Linked DNA regions of Sus scrofa: region 2 is linked to region 1. The links are chromatin contacts, called in public HiChIP or PLAC-seq maps. All regions are on one chromosome and are shown on one strand. The core of a region is the stretch at or near the end of the contact, and the rest is flanking DNA. Distances in the headings are between cores, read along the strand shown. Region 1 holds the start of SSBP4 (single-stranded DNA-binding protein 4). Region 2 has its middle 13 kb from the start of GDF15.

Region 1 (6,980 bases), core at 2,724-5,223:
GCACCCCAGCCTGCCCCGGTGCTCACCAGCTGCTGTGGTTTCTTCCCTCCCGGCCGTTGTTTGGGTTTTAATTTTGTGTTGCAGTTAGAAAATTACCCCTAATTACAGCTTCTGAGAGGAAACGTCTGATGGCTCAGACCCTGCTCCCAGCTGTGGCCGCCACCCACGCACGGCTGGGGAAGGGCTGCTGGGGTCTGCAGGCGGAATCCTGGCTGCTTCCCAAATCCCCCCTCCCCCATTAATGGGCAGCTCCCACCTCCTGTGGAGAGGAAGAACCTTCATCAGGAAAACCCAAACCAGCCTTCCCAAAGACTTCCCAACATACTCATGGACCCCACCCCCACCCCCACCCCCGCTGTTTCTGCGGGGAAGGCAGATCCATGGGGAGGAGGGAGGCTTCTGACAGAGAACCTGAGGCATTATTTTATCAAAATAGTGATAAGTCCAACCAAGGCTAGTGCAGAACCAGTAATCTGGAGGAGGTGGCCAGGGAAGGCGAAGAGGGAGGGAGAGGTGAAAGATGGAGAAGGAGAAGTGGGGGAGGAGGGAAAGGAGGAGGAAGAGAAGGAGGGTGGGGGAGAAGGAACGCTGCGGCCAAAGGCCGAAGGAGGAACCAGAATAGTCCAGGCCTGGAGCCGGAGAAAGAGCGCTCCAGGCAGCAGGAACAGCCAGTGCAAAGGCTGGGAGGTGGGCCTATGAAGAGTGCCTCTGAATAATGGAAGGGCTGGAAGGAGTAAATGAGGGGAGGGTTGGCTCCTCCTCCAGGCGGTCCCCCTGCGCTACAAGCAGACCCGGCTTCGGGTTCCTCCAGGCACCGACTCCGACCGCTTAGGGCTGAGGTTTGCGAGCATGGGTGGTTCTTAGAGGCAGAGACCCAGCTCAGGGCTGCAGTCCCCGCGTGGCCACAGGGGGGCGACCGGGAGCCAGCAAAAAGGTTGCAGGTCTGGGGTCCAACTTTCACCCTTAGCGCTCCTCGCTTACCGTTCCCCGCTCACTTTGGCTCCTAAATCAATTCCTGGGCCAGGACCCCTGCCTACCTGGGCCAACCTCCCTGCCTCCTCCATGCCATCCCGATCCACCCGGCAGCCCCCATGAAGCTTCTTAAAATCTTGATGCAGATCCCGTCCCTCGCGGCTAACACACCTTCCGATGGCTCCCTTTTCCTTTTAGAACAAATCCCGACCGGTCTCCGCCAGGAGTGCTCCGGCCCCTCGGTTCCTCTATCCCCTGCTGCAGCCACACTGCCCTCCTCGCTCTGCCTCAACATTTTAATCTTGTGCCCACCTCAGGGCCTTTGCACTTGCCGCGACAGCAATCTGAGCACTCTCCTTGCAGATCTTTCGGATCCACCCCTCCCCTTATTGAAATTTTTTTCCTTTTCCCCCTCACGTCCCTCCTTTGCAAGGGGGATCGGGGGCGGTGTTTCTATGGGTTCTGTTCTTGCTAGGCGTGAGCCCTGCCTGGGTGGATGTGCCCGCGACTCAGCTTCCCGGTCGCTGCGTGGGGCCCAGAGGTCGCTCTTCTCGGACTTTTCCGCCCTCGCTGAGGCTGTTTTGGAGATCCGCCCCGGTTGCCATGAGAACGGCGCTCTCCGCTCCCGCCAGCCGTGCCTCCCCCTCTGCAACTCGCCGGGCCGCGGGTGCCTCCGCCTCCCAGCCTCCTTTCCTCCCTCCGCCCCAGCGGTTGCCCGGTCCTCTTCACCGGGGTCCCCTCCCTCTGCCCAGCACGTGGCACTCCCTGAAATTAGCCTACTGACTCGCCAGCTTTTGACGTTCGGCCCTCCCTTTGCTTCACAAGCAATAGCAACACGTCCAGACTGGTCCACAGAGCCCGGCACACAGCAGGCACTCAATAAATGTTTGCGCGGAGGATGAAGGCTCACGCCGACTTAAGGAGCGGCGGCTCAGAGATAGCGGGGGGCCCAACCAGGGCACAGAATCCTAGGGAGCCACAGAACATTAGGAGATAAATGGGGAGCGCCTGGATGGGGGCGTCCGTAGTGCCCGGCAGTCACAGCTGTCACCAATACACTGTGTGACCTGGGTGAGTCACACCCTCTGTGTGCCTGGCTGAAGAGCGGTGATGGGCACTGGTGGGCATTACGATGAGGGTGTCCTTGATGTCCACATCCCCTGGCGGCCCCGGGGACATTGGGCAGTCGCCAGCTCGACGCCCGACAGAATCAAGTCTGCCGCGCCCCATTAAAACGCAGAGAGGGCCCCTCCTCCGCGCCGGCCTGGGGCCTAGGAGGCCCGCGGGAGAGGAAGCTGGGGGAGGGGACGACCGGCTGGACAGGAAGTGGGAAGGGCTGGCGTCCCCCCCAACCCCGGCCGGGGCCCCTCAGGATGGAGGCGGGGCTGACGACCGCCTGGCCCTGCCCTTCCCTTCCTCCTCGTCCGTCTGGAACCCCAGCGGTTCAGGACTTCCCGCCCGCCAGAAGCCTTGGGTCGGAGGGAGGCCATTGGGGGCGGTTCTAAGAGGGAAGCATAATGGGGGTCGTAGGGCAGCGGGAAGGGCGTTCCGATCAAGGCTCGCGCGCGCGCGCGCGCGCACACACAAACACACAACATGGGAAATCTGAGCGCACAACCACACAACAGAGGTCCCAGGGAGGCAGCAATCCAACCTAGTGCACAAAATGTGACGTGGCGTCACTTGGCCCCCCAAAACCGCCGCGGACACGCAGCCACCGTCGCAGAGCCAGGGACAGTTGCCCCGCCAGCGACTGGGTACTTGCCAATCCTCCCACACACAGCGATGCACACGTGCACTCACACAGGATCCGCATGTCTACACACACACTGGTTGCACGTAGCAAAAAAAAGAATACCTATGGCAAATATTCCCAGAAGCATCCAGACCTAGAGTCACAGTTGGACCTTGGACCGCCTCTCCTCACCCAGCCCACGCACGCAGCCCACAGGTCCCCTGGCGCACAGGCCTCCACCCCTCCCAAGCACCCCTTGCCCTGCGGGTGTCCTTCCTTGCCTGAGTGTCTGCCTCCACCTTCTCTGAAAATATCCTGGGGGTAGAAGAAGGGTCCCAGGAGAGAGAATGGAATACCCTTTCCCTGCACCCAGGCAAATGGGATTCATGCCATTAACAGCTGGCAACACTGGCAGAGAGGCGGAGCAGGCGGGAGTGACCCAGTCCGTCACCCAGCACCGACTATTGACACGAGGTGTGACAGTAGGGCTGTGCAGAGTGGCTCCCAGCGTGTGGCCTGGGCACCCCAGGAGCTTCTTGTCTGTGTGGTGTCTTTGTGCTGCGAGCATCTCTGTTGTGTGACTGTGCGTTGCGTGTGACTGTGTGACACAGTTATCTGTGGCTCAGTGACAGCCCAGGCCCCTGTGTGGAGCCCTCCAGAGGCTGCAACAGGGTGCCCCAGGGTGACAGCAAGTAGCTGCTTGGGCTCATTCCACAGCTGTTGGAAGATGTGCCATAGCGGTTCCAAATGCGTGTCTATGCAGGTGTGTGCCGAGGTGCGCGTGGTCTGTTTCAGTGTTCTGTAACAGCAACTATTTAAGCTGTGTATACCTGCGTGTCTCTGGGCAGACTGTGTATGGCGGTCCCCACCTGTGCTGCGGGGTGATACATCCAGTGTGACTGCCTGTAGCTTTATAGGTCTATCAGTAGTTATTCCAGTAGTTATGCGGACTTACGTGTGGAGTCTTGTGTCGGAGAATGCTATCGCAATTAAGTGTGGGCTTGTGTTCTTAGGTGTACAATTTGGGTGGCTGGTTCTATTTGGACAATGTGTGTGTAGCCATGATCAGCTGTGTCCCGCTGTGTGCCCCAGAAGTGGTGTCCCCACTCATGCCCTGAGCGTGAGCAGCCCGCGCCCCCTCCCCCCGCGGCGGGCACTGCGCTTGCGCGCCCGGCCCACGGTCCTGGCGGCGGGACCCACCCGCGCTCCTGCCATCGCCCCTTTAAGAGCGGCGCCCGCGAGCGACGGGGAGGCGGCGGGCGGGGGCGCGCGCGGCGGGAGGAGGGGGCGCGCGCTTCCCGGAACAGCCCGCGCTGAGGGAAGAGAGGAAGAAAATAAAACCCGTGGTCAGAGCCAAAGCTGGAGCTGCCGCCGCCGCTGCCGTCTCGGCCGTTTGGAGCTCCCCCGCGCGGACGATGCCCGCGATGCCCGCGCGGGGCTCGGGGTGGTGAGGCCCGGGACGCGGGGTAGCTATGGCGACCGGGAGCGCGGCCCGCGGCGCCGCCTGACAGGTGTGGGGCCCCAGCGCGGCGGCGGCGGCACGGAGCAGGATGTACGCCAAGGGGGGCAAGGGCTCGGCCGTGCCCTCCGACAGCCAGGCACGCGAGAAGTGAGTCAGTGGGCCGGGACCTCGGGAGCCGGGGGCGGGGCTCAGTGGCCGCGCCGCTTCCGTGGGCCCCACCGCCAGCGGGCACTGCGTTGGGCACTGCGTTGGGCACGTGGGTGCGGGGTGCAGGGCGTGCGGGGCCAGAGCACGCTCGAAGGGCCGCGAGATTTGAGCGGGTGCGCGAGACCCGAGGGGGCTCAAGGAGGCGCGAGATACGTGGGAGCGCTCAAAACCCAAAGGGTCATGAGGGATTTAAGGGGTCGCGAGATTTGAGGGGACGCGCGAGACTCGAGAGGTTGAAAGAGTAGTAGGGGCGCAGGAGACCCGAGGGGTGCGAGATTTGCGGGGGCGCGCGAGACTCGAGGGTGCGAGATTTGAGGGGGCGCGCGAGATCCTAGAGTGACTAGAGGGTCGCGAGACCTCCCCGACGGTCGAGACTTGGGTGTGCAAGGTTGCATATGTGAGTGCATGGAGTCACAGTTTGTGTAGCTTCCTCCATCCTCCCAGGAAGTTTCCCAGGTAGGGGACACTGCTTACTCTGGTACTTCTGCTCCTTGGGAAAAGCTTGAGAGATGATAGAAGGGCCTGCAAGGCCACCTGTCCAAGCGGGCTTGGGGCGGCTGGATGGGGCCCTGAGGAAGCTGCAAGGCTCACAGTCCTGGGGCCTGCCACTTGTTCTGGGGCTGGGCTGGGCTGTGGGTAGCAGATGCTTTCAGGCTGTTAGAAGGATAGGTAGCTAATTTCCAGACTCTGTGATGAGAGCTTCTTGGGGTGGGGAGGCAGCAGGGCTGCTGTGCTTCCCTTGCCTTCTGACACTGTCTCTTAACCTGTTTTGTGGCTTTGGATGAGGGAGCACCCCCTGCTAGGCTCACTTTCCCTTCCTTATAAATGCAGTGCCATCTCTTAGGTTTGGGGAGCATTTGAAAGGTGCTGGAGCTGCGACTGCCTCACAGTAAGGGCACCCAATGGTTTTGCAGTATTGTTAAAGTGCCAGAGAGAAGGGAAGGCTTGCCATGGCTGATGGCCAATGGTTGATTCACAAGATCCTAGAAGGACTTGAATGTCTGGGTGGTGAGGAAGCCCCTTGGACATGGGCTCTTTCCTGTTCTGCCTTTTCTGCCTGGGCTGACATTGAGGTCACTGCCCCACCCCACTCCTACATACACACATAAGGATGAGTGTCCATTCTCTACCCAGCCTTGGGGTCATTTTGGAGAAGAGCCTTCTGGCCAAAAGATGCTAGGTAGATGAGTACTTTTCTAGGCTTGTCTTGTCGATCTGCACAGTTATGAGGTGGGCTCCATTTCCAGGCACCTTCGAGCAGGAAGGCTTTTTGAAACTGGCACCTGGCTCTTTTGAGGTTGGAAGCAGGGGATGTCTGGATACCCAACTCCTGGGAATCCTGGCACATCTGCAGCCATCCTTTTACCCTGGCTGCTGGGATCTAGGGGCTACCACTCCCTCAGTGGGAATTGTTCACTTGTTCAGACATGTGCTGGGCTGGGTCCTGGGGCATAGTGGTTGGAAAGGCACACCTTGGCCCTGAAGAAGCCCACATCCTAGCTAGGAGGCAAGCGAGTTACTTAGCAAGCTGATGTGAAGATCTTGGGATGTGCTATGAAGAAAGCAAAGTGGGAGGTAGTGAAGTGTGAGGGAGGTGCCAGGTGTGCAGAGACCTGGAGGAAGAGCTGATGGCTGAGGGCACAGCAAGTGCAGAGTCCCTAGGGTGAGGCCAGGCAAAAGAGCTAGGGCTGGTGTCCAGGGGTGGGGTGTGCCGTATGAGCCAGAGAGGCATGTGTTTGAAAGTGCATTCCAGCTCTTTTGTGGACTAGGGCTTATTTGGGGTTGGTGGGGGTAGAGGACCAGGAGACCTGGGAAAGGCAGGCACAGTTAACTGGGAGAGAGCTAATGGTGGCAGCTTAGGTGGTGGTCATGGAGACAGAGTGGAGGAAATGGGTTTGAGCTGGGGTGGTAGGGTTTGGAGTTGCATTTCAGTCCCACTGAACAGTTCAGGAAAGATTTTGGGGGTTTTTTTGTTTTTTGGTTTTTGGGTTTTTTTTGGCCATGGCATGCAGTGGCTTGATGTGGGATCTTAGTTCCCAGACCAGAGATTGAACCTGGGCTGCGGTGGTGAAAGCACTGAGTCCGAACCATTAGACCAGCAAAGAACTCCCAGATTTTGATTCTTTTTTTTTTTTTTTTTTGGTCATGCCTGCAGCCTGTGAAAGTACCTGGGCCAGGGATCGAACCTGAGCCACAGCAGTGACAATGCCAGATCCTTAACAGCTAGGCCATTAGGAAACTCCCAGATCTTGATTCTCTGAACATGGTCTTGGCTCTTGGCCCCTCTCCCCCATCATTTTTGGCCAGAGCCATCCTGCACTCATCCATTTCTTGTATAAGCATTGACTTGGAGATGAGGTTCTGCTGCTAAAGAAAGTTTGGAAAGCACCAGATGGTGGCATCCACTTCACCGACAGGGATGACAGGGTCCTGGAGAGGAAGGGACCTGCTGAAGCCAAGGGTTCTGGGTCACAGGTGAGCTCTCAGAAGCATAGGGGCTGATACACCAAAGAGGTGGGCTGGTTGCTCTGAGCCTCAGTTGCCTTATCTGAAATGTGGGCCTTGCAGGATTCTCACAAGGACTGGGTGAGAGGCTTCAGTTAG
Region 2 (6,980 bases), core at 1,179-3,678, 40 kb before region 1:
CCTCAACAACCCCCATTCCAATGTCCTTCTTTTTGTCTTTAGCTGAAGATGGTATTGAAAGCAGTGGCTTGGGCCATTTTGGGGAGGTTAACTCAGTTTCCCTCTTCATCGCCCATATTTACAGGAGGTATGCATGTCAAATTTCTATTTTTCTCTTGTTAGTCTGTCTTTTATTACTGGGGGGCAGGTCTCAGACAAGAACTCAGAAGGGTAGAGAGAATTCTTCTTCCTTCCCTGCTACATCTCAGGGCAGATATATCCCCTCATTTTAGAGGCTCTGCGGGAGACAGAGCTTCCCACCTGGGGCTCCAAGCCCAGCCTCACTGGCTTCTGGCCATGGCACACCCACTTCTCTGGCCTCAGTTTGTCACTTGTGAAATGGAGGTAAGGAGCCCACCTCATCAGGTCTCATAAGGATGATGTCTTACCTGCCAGACACACAGTCATGAAACTAAGCCCCACTAAAACCCAGTTCCCTTACCCAGTTTATGATCAACCACTCTATCCCAAACTTTATTCCCTTTCATGTCCCTTCTGACCTCCATCCTGGGCTAACTGAACAACTGATCAACCAGAGTCAGATGATTAAAATTGTTGATGTTGATAACATCATTAATGTACTAAAATTGAAGATAACATCGCTAACATAGGAGCGCAGGTTGTTTCCCCAGGGCAAGATAAGCTCACAGACCCTGGAGCCATGGACCACCTGGCCAGAGAATTGTAAACCAGGGCCATTCTGATACCTGGAACTGTGATTAAGAAATGTCACAGCCCTGGGTCACTTTGCTGTACAGCAGAAATTGGCATAATTGTAACTCAACTATAATTTTTTTTTTAATAAAAAGAGGAGTTCCTGTTGTGGCTTAGCAGGTTAACCAATGTACTGTCTGTAAGGATGCAGGTTCGATACCTGGCCTTGCTCAGTGGGTTAAGAATCCATTGTTGCCACAAGCTGTGGCATAGGTCACAGATTTGGCTTGGATCTGGCATTGCTATGGCTGTGATTCAACCCCTAGCCTAAGAAATTCCTTATGCCATAGTGAGGCCATAAAAAGAAAAGAAAAAAAAATGTCACAGCAAGATTACAAGATGATTAATCTCTTTGTTCTTCCCCTTAAAAAGAAAAAAGAAAAAAGAAAAAAACCCTCACTCAAAGACCAAGGTGAAGTGGATCAGAGCCTTGTCTCCCACTCCTTTGCTTGGAGTCCTGCAATAAACGCTGTACTTTCCTTCATCACAACCTGGTGTCAGTAGATTGGCTTTGCTGTGCTTAGGATGATCCAACCCTCATTTGGTTTGGTGCAGTAGACATTCAAACTTTCTTCCCCTGGTATTTATTTCTTTGCTCTACACTCTGCTGCAGAAGTAGATGTCTCCCCAAACCATCACCACCATTCACTATTGTGATGTCTCTCAGGGAGTTTTCATGGCCCTTCTCTGAACCAGACCTACCTTGATGAACTGATACCTATCCCTCAGTCCCTGGGAATTTGACTTTATTTCAGAAAAGGGCCTATGCAGATACAGTTAAGTTTGATGTAATGACAAAGATCTTGGGATAAAATTGTTCTGGATTTACAATAGACCCTAAATATAAAAACAGAAGAAATAAGAGTTCCAGTTGTGACTCAGCAGGTTAAGAAGCTGACTAGTATCCATGAGGATGCAGGTTCCATCCCTGGCTTTGCTCAGTGGGTTAAGGATCTGGCATTGCACAAGCCTATGGTGTAGGTTGCAGATGAGGCTTGGATTCAGTGTTGCTGTGGCTGTGGCATAGGCTCTGATTCAATCCCTAGCCCAGGAACTTCTATATGTTGCAGGTGCAGCTATAAAAAGAAAAAAAAAGAGGGAGTTCCCACTGTGGTGCAGCAGAAACAAATCCAACTAGTATCATGAGGATTGGGTTCGATCCCTGGCCTCGATCAGTGGTTTGGGGGTCTAGTGTTGCTGTGAGCTGCAGTGTAGGTTGCAGACATGGCTAGGATCCTGAGTTGCTGTGGATGTGATGTAGGCCATCAGCTGTAGCTCCCATTTGACCCTTAGGCTGGGAACTTCCATATGCTGCAGTGTGGCCCTAAAAAACAAACAAAAAATAAATAAATAAAAAGAAAAAAAACAAAAAAAGAAAAATAAAAACAGGAGAGATAGACAGAGAAAGGGAGAAAGAAATGGGAAATCAGAGGCACAGACTTAAGTGATGGAGCCACAGGCCAAGGAACATCTGGGGCCACTAGAAGCTGGAAGAGGCCAGGAAGCCTCCTCCCCTAAGACTTCAGAGAGGACACAGCCCTGCTGACCCTTGATTTCAAAATTCCGGACACCAGAACTGTGAGAGAATAAATTCCTGTTGTTTTAAGTCACCTAGTCTACAGCAATGTGTTAACAGCAGCCACAGGACACTGATATAGGGACACTGGAATTTGGTCCTTGGGAAGGCCATGGTCTGGCAGGGCACAGACCCAGACTTGGATGCTCTAGCCCTGTGTGGTCAAGGTGGGGCCAGAGGAAGGCCCCTCAGCTTGAGGGCAACAGAGAAGAGAGCAAGGAAGTCTTTACTGGAAGATGGGGCATCAAAGGTGGGGTTTAAGAGATAAATAGGAGATTGCCAGTGGGGGCCATTCTTTCTAAGCAGACTTGCCCTGGCCTGTCTGAGCCTAACTCTGGCTGAAACTGAGATTTTATTGGCCAACCACTCATAATAGTAATAGAAATGAGTTCTACAACATTGCGATTGTAGTTACAATCAAGCTTCATACTAATACTGAGAAACTGAGTTTTGAAGAAGTTAGTAATACTTCCCAAATCTGCTTGGCCTCTCAAGAACTAAGCCAGGATTTGAACCCAGGCTGGCTAGGGACCCCTGTCTACAACACAGAGGCATACTGACCTAGAGGGATGTTCACAGCAATAGGACAGCAATTCTCCTTGTCCACTGAACTCATAGATTTTTAAATAACCTGATTTTTTTCACCATGTCCGGATCTGACGTCATGACCATGTTTGCCTTGAATCACGAGAAACAAACCACAGAAGTGGGTATTTACTTGTGTGTTTGATGAGGGTGCCTCCAGCCAACAGTAATCGGTAAGAAACATTTTGGGAGGTTTGGGGCTGAGCCAAGTGGAGGGAACAGCTTGACCCCTGGCCTCCATGTTCTGTTTACCTCTGCCCCGACTTGGCCTGCAGGACTTGAGGAATGCATGGTCCCGGCCCACTAAGCTCATTGCTGGCTGGATGCCCACAGCCTGCCCCATCGCTCCTCCCAGTTTGGCCACGGGGCTGACTATGAGGTCATCAGCTAATGTGCTGTGAAGGGGAGCCAGATCAGCCCAGCTGCCAGCATGCCAGAGTCTGGTGAAGTGGAAATCGCCCTGGAGCTAATGTCACCCTTTCCTGTTTCCAGGGATCACCCATGAGCTTTGTCCCCCTTGAGAAGTTCCAGGAATAAAATGATCTAATGACTGGTCCTACTTGTAAAGTAACAGACACCCACTCATGAGTCAGCAGTTCCACACCCAGACATGCACAGTAGAATACTATATAGCAATGAAAAAGAAAGACCCACACAACAGATGAACACAGCAATTCATAGACATGGTGGTGAGTGAAAGTCAGCAGACAGAAAAGGGGATGTGCTGGCCGGTTCTGTACCAAAATTAGCCATAGTAACAGGTAAGCACAGCTGTTAATCCAGAGGTAGGAGGAATGATGGGACAGGTGTGGGGCTGAGAATGCTCTGGAGCTTCATTTGGGAAGGGGTTATGTGCAATGTCATTGAACTTAACACCTAAGATTAGTCCTTTTGGCTTTCTGTAAGTTGTATGTTGGTTTTATGTTTGTTTGTTTGTCTTTTTGTCTTTTAGGGCCACACCTGTGGCATGAGGAGGTACCCAGGCTAGGGGTCCAATCGGAATTGTAGCCACAGTAAAGGGGGATCCGAGCCATGTCTGCGACCTACACCACAGCTCACAAAAACGCCAGATCCTTAACCCACTGAGCGAGGCCAGGGATCAAACCCAAGACCTCATGGATACTAGTTGGGTTCGTTAACTGTTGAGCCATGACGGAAACGCCTAGGGTTTTTGTGGGTTTTTTTGGCTGCACTCGTGGCATGTGGAAGTTCCCAGGCCAGAGATCAAACTCGAGCCACAGAAGCAACCCAAGTTGCTGCAGTAACAACGCTGGATTGTTAACCCACTGTGTCACAAGAGAATGCCTTGAAGTCATATCTATTTTTTTTTTTCTTTTTTTTTTTTGCTTCTTAGGGCCACATCCATGGCATATGGAGGTTCCCAGGCTAGGGGTTGAATTGGAGCTACAGCTGTCAGACACAGCCACAGTAATGTGGGATCTAAGCCATGTCTATGACCTATCCCATAGCTCTTGGCAACACTGGATTCTCAACCCACTGATTGAGGGCAGGGATCGAACCCACAACCCCATGGTTCCTAGTCAGATTCGTTTCTGTCGAGCCATGACGGGAACTCCTAAGACATATCCTTTTTTTTTTTTTTTTTTTTTTTTTTTTGTCTTTTTGCCTTTTCTAGAGCCCCTCCTGCGGCATATGGAGGTCAAATCGGAGGCTAGGGGTCAAATCGGAGCTGTAGCCGCCAGCCTACGCCACAGCCACAGTAACTCCGGATCCAAGCCGTGTGGGTGAACTACACCACAGCTCACAGAAATGCCAGATCCTTAACCCACTGATTGGGGCCAGGGATCGAACCCACAACCTCATGGCTCCTACTTGGATTCGCTTCCCCTGTGCCACGACAAGAATGCCTCAACTATACTTTCATAACAAAAATTTTAAAAAAATCAAAAGGCAGAGGGCTGTAGAAAACATTCCAGTGATGTAGATCTCGAATGACCATATGACCCTGCCATCCCACTTCTGGGTCCATCCTCACAGAACTGAAAACAGGTCCTTGGAGTCCCCTGGTGGCTCAGCAAGTTAAGGATCTTGCATTGTCACTGCTGTGGCATGGGTTTAATCCCTGGCCCAGGAACTTCCACATCATGGGCATAGCCAAAAAAAAAAAAAAAAGAAAGAAAATAGGTCCTCAAATCTTTGTATATGAATGTTCAAGAAAGTGCTATTTACAATAATTCAAAAGGTGGGGCGTTCCTGTTGTGGCTCAATTGGGTTATGAACCCGACTAGTATCCACGAGAATGTAGCTTCGATCCCTGGTCCTGCTCAGTGGGTTGAGGATCCAGTGTTGCCATGAGCTGTGGTGTAGGTGGCAGATGCAGCCTGGATCCCGAGTTACTGTGGCTGAGGCTTAGGCCGGCCGCTGCACCTCCAGTTCAACCCCTAGCTCAGGAACTTCCAGATACTACAGGTGTGGCTCTAAAGAGAAAAAAAAAAACTCAAAAGATGGAAACAATCCAAAGGATGAATGGATGAACAAAGTGTGGTGTCTTCATAAACTTGAATATTATTCAGTCGTAAAAAGGAATGAAGCAGTGACGCAGGTTATAACATAGATAAACCTTGAAAATATGCTGAGTGAAAGAAGCTAGATCCAGGGAGTTCCCACTGTGGCTCAGTGGTTAAGGAGTTCCACTAGGATCCTTGAGGACACAGGTTCAATCCCCAGCCTCACTCAGTGGGTTAAGGATCTGGCATTGCCATGGGCTGTGGTGTAAGTCACAGATACGGCTCAGATCCAGCATTGCTGTGGCTGTGGTGTAGGCTGGCAGCTACAGTTCCATTCGATCCCTGGCCTGGGAACCTCCATATGCCACAGGTGCGGCCCTAAAAAGACAAAAGGCAATAATAATAATAATATTAATAATAAATAATAATAATACAAGCCAGATCCAAAAGCCCACATGCTCTGTGATCCCACTTATATGTGCAATATTGTGACTTACAATAAGAATGTATATTTGGTCTTCCACCCTGTTTTTGACACAGAGCTGATGAAACCCTGGGGATTTCCTGTAAAGAGAGATAAAGGTCTTTTGTTATGTTAAGGAAGCGAACTTTTTTTCTTTCTTCCTGTTTTTTTTGGGGGGGGGGGGCTGCACCTCCTGTGGCATGTGGAGGTTCCCAGGCTAGGAGTCAAATCAGAGCTGCAGCTCCCAGTCTAGGCCGCTGCCACAGCAACTCAGGATCTGAGCCTTGCTGCGACCTACACCACAGCTCACATCAACGCTGGAGCCCCAACTCACTGAGTGAGGCCTGGAATCGAACCCTTGTCCTCATGGATACTAGTCAGGTTTGTTACCACTGAGCCACCACAGGAACTCCAAGGCAGCGACACCCAAGGCTGGGAGCTGGTTGTTAGGAAAACAAACCACGTGATTAGAGGTTTGCAACATTCAGCCCCAACCTTTCCACCCACCATCACCTCCAGGGATGGAAGGCGGGCTGGAGATGAGAGTTCAATCCCCAACAACTAGTGACTTAATCAACTGTGTCTATGTAATGAAGCCTCCATAAAACTCAAAAAAGATGGACTTTGAAGAGCTTTTGGGTTGTTGAACATACGGAGGATGGCGCACTCAGACAGGACATGGAAACTGCCCATTCCATGTACCTTGCCTTGTGCATCTCTTCTATCTGGCTGGGGTTTTTTCATTGTTCTTTGTTTTTTGCTGTACCCACAGCATGCAGAAATTCCCAGGCCATGGATCAAACCCTCACCATAGCAGCAGCCCAAGCCACAGCAGCGACAAAGCCGGATCCTTAACCTGCTGCACACTAGGGAACTCCTAATATCCTTTGCAGTAAACCTATAATCTAGTGAATAGACGGGTATACTGAGATCTCTGACTTTAGCAAATGAATCAAACCCGAGGAGAGGATGGTGGGAACCTCTGATATCGAGCCATTTGGTCAGAAGGACAGGTGACTGGCATGTGAAGAAGGGTGGTGGTAGAGGGCAGTCTTGTGGCACTGAGCCCTTAAGCCATGGTGTATGACGCTATCTCTGGGTGGATAGTGTCGTAATGGATTTGAATTAGAGGATG

What was found. HiChIP or PLAC-seq counts read pairs in DNA pulled down with a chosen protein or histone mark.
Region 2: an H3K27ac HiChIP or PLAC-seq map of alveolar macrophages shows a contact between it and region 1. The contact joins the enhancer-like site here to the promoter of SSBP4 in region 1. A contact is called at or near these places in 1 of 5 promoter capture datasets (fetal liver), 6 of 47 Hi-C or Micro-C datasets (blood, epiblast stem cells, heart right ventricle and 2 more) and 2 of 2 datasets of contacts at active chromatin or transcription factors (alveolar macrophages and skeletal muscle).

Annotation. Positions count from the first base shown.
Region 1 is chr2:59,381,530-59,388,509 of Sscrofa11.1, reverse strand. It overlaps SSBP4 (single-stranded DNA-binding protein 4), which reads left to right and starts at 3,973. Exons shown (of 17, transcript XM_021083516.1): 1 at 3,973-4,316. The coding sequence starts at 4,258.
Region 2 is chr2:59,420,404-59,427,383 of Sscrofa11.1, reverse strand. No RefSeq gene overlaps it. Among named protein-coding and RNA genes, the nearest start is that of GDF15, 13 kb to the right of the region's middle. Within about 2 kb of position 2,428, at least 30 of the 83 cell types and tissues checked have an H3K27ac peak or open chromatin away from gene starts, as enhancers often do. A contact at or near this core is called in alveolar macrophages, fetal liver, liver and 1 more, where this site is marked.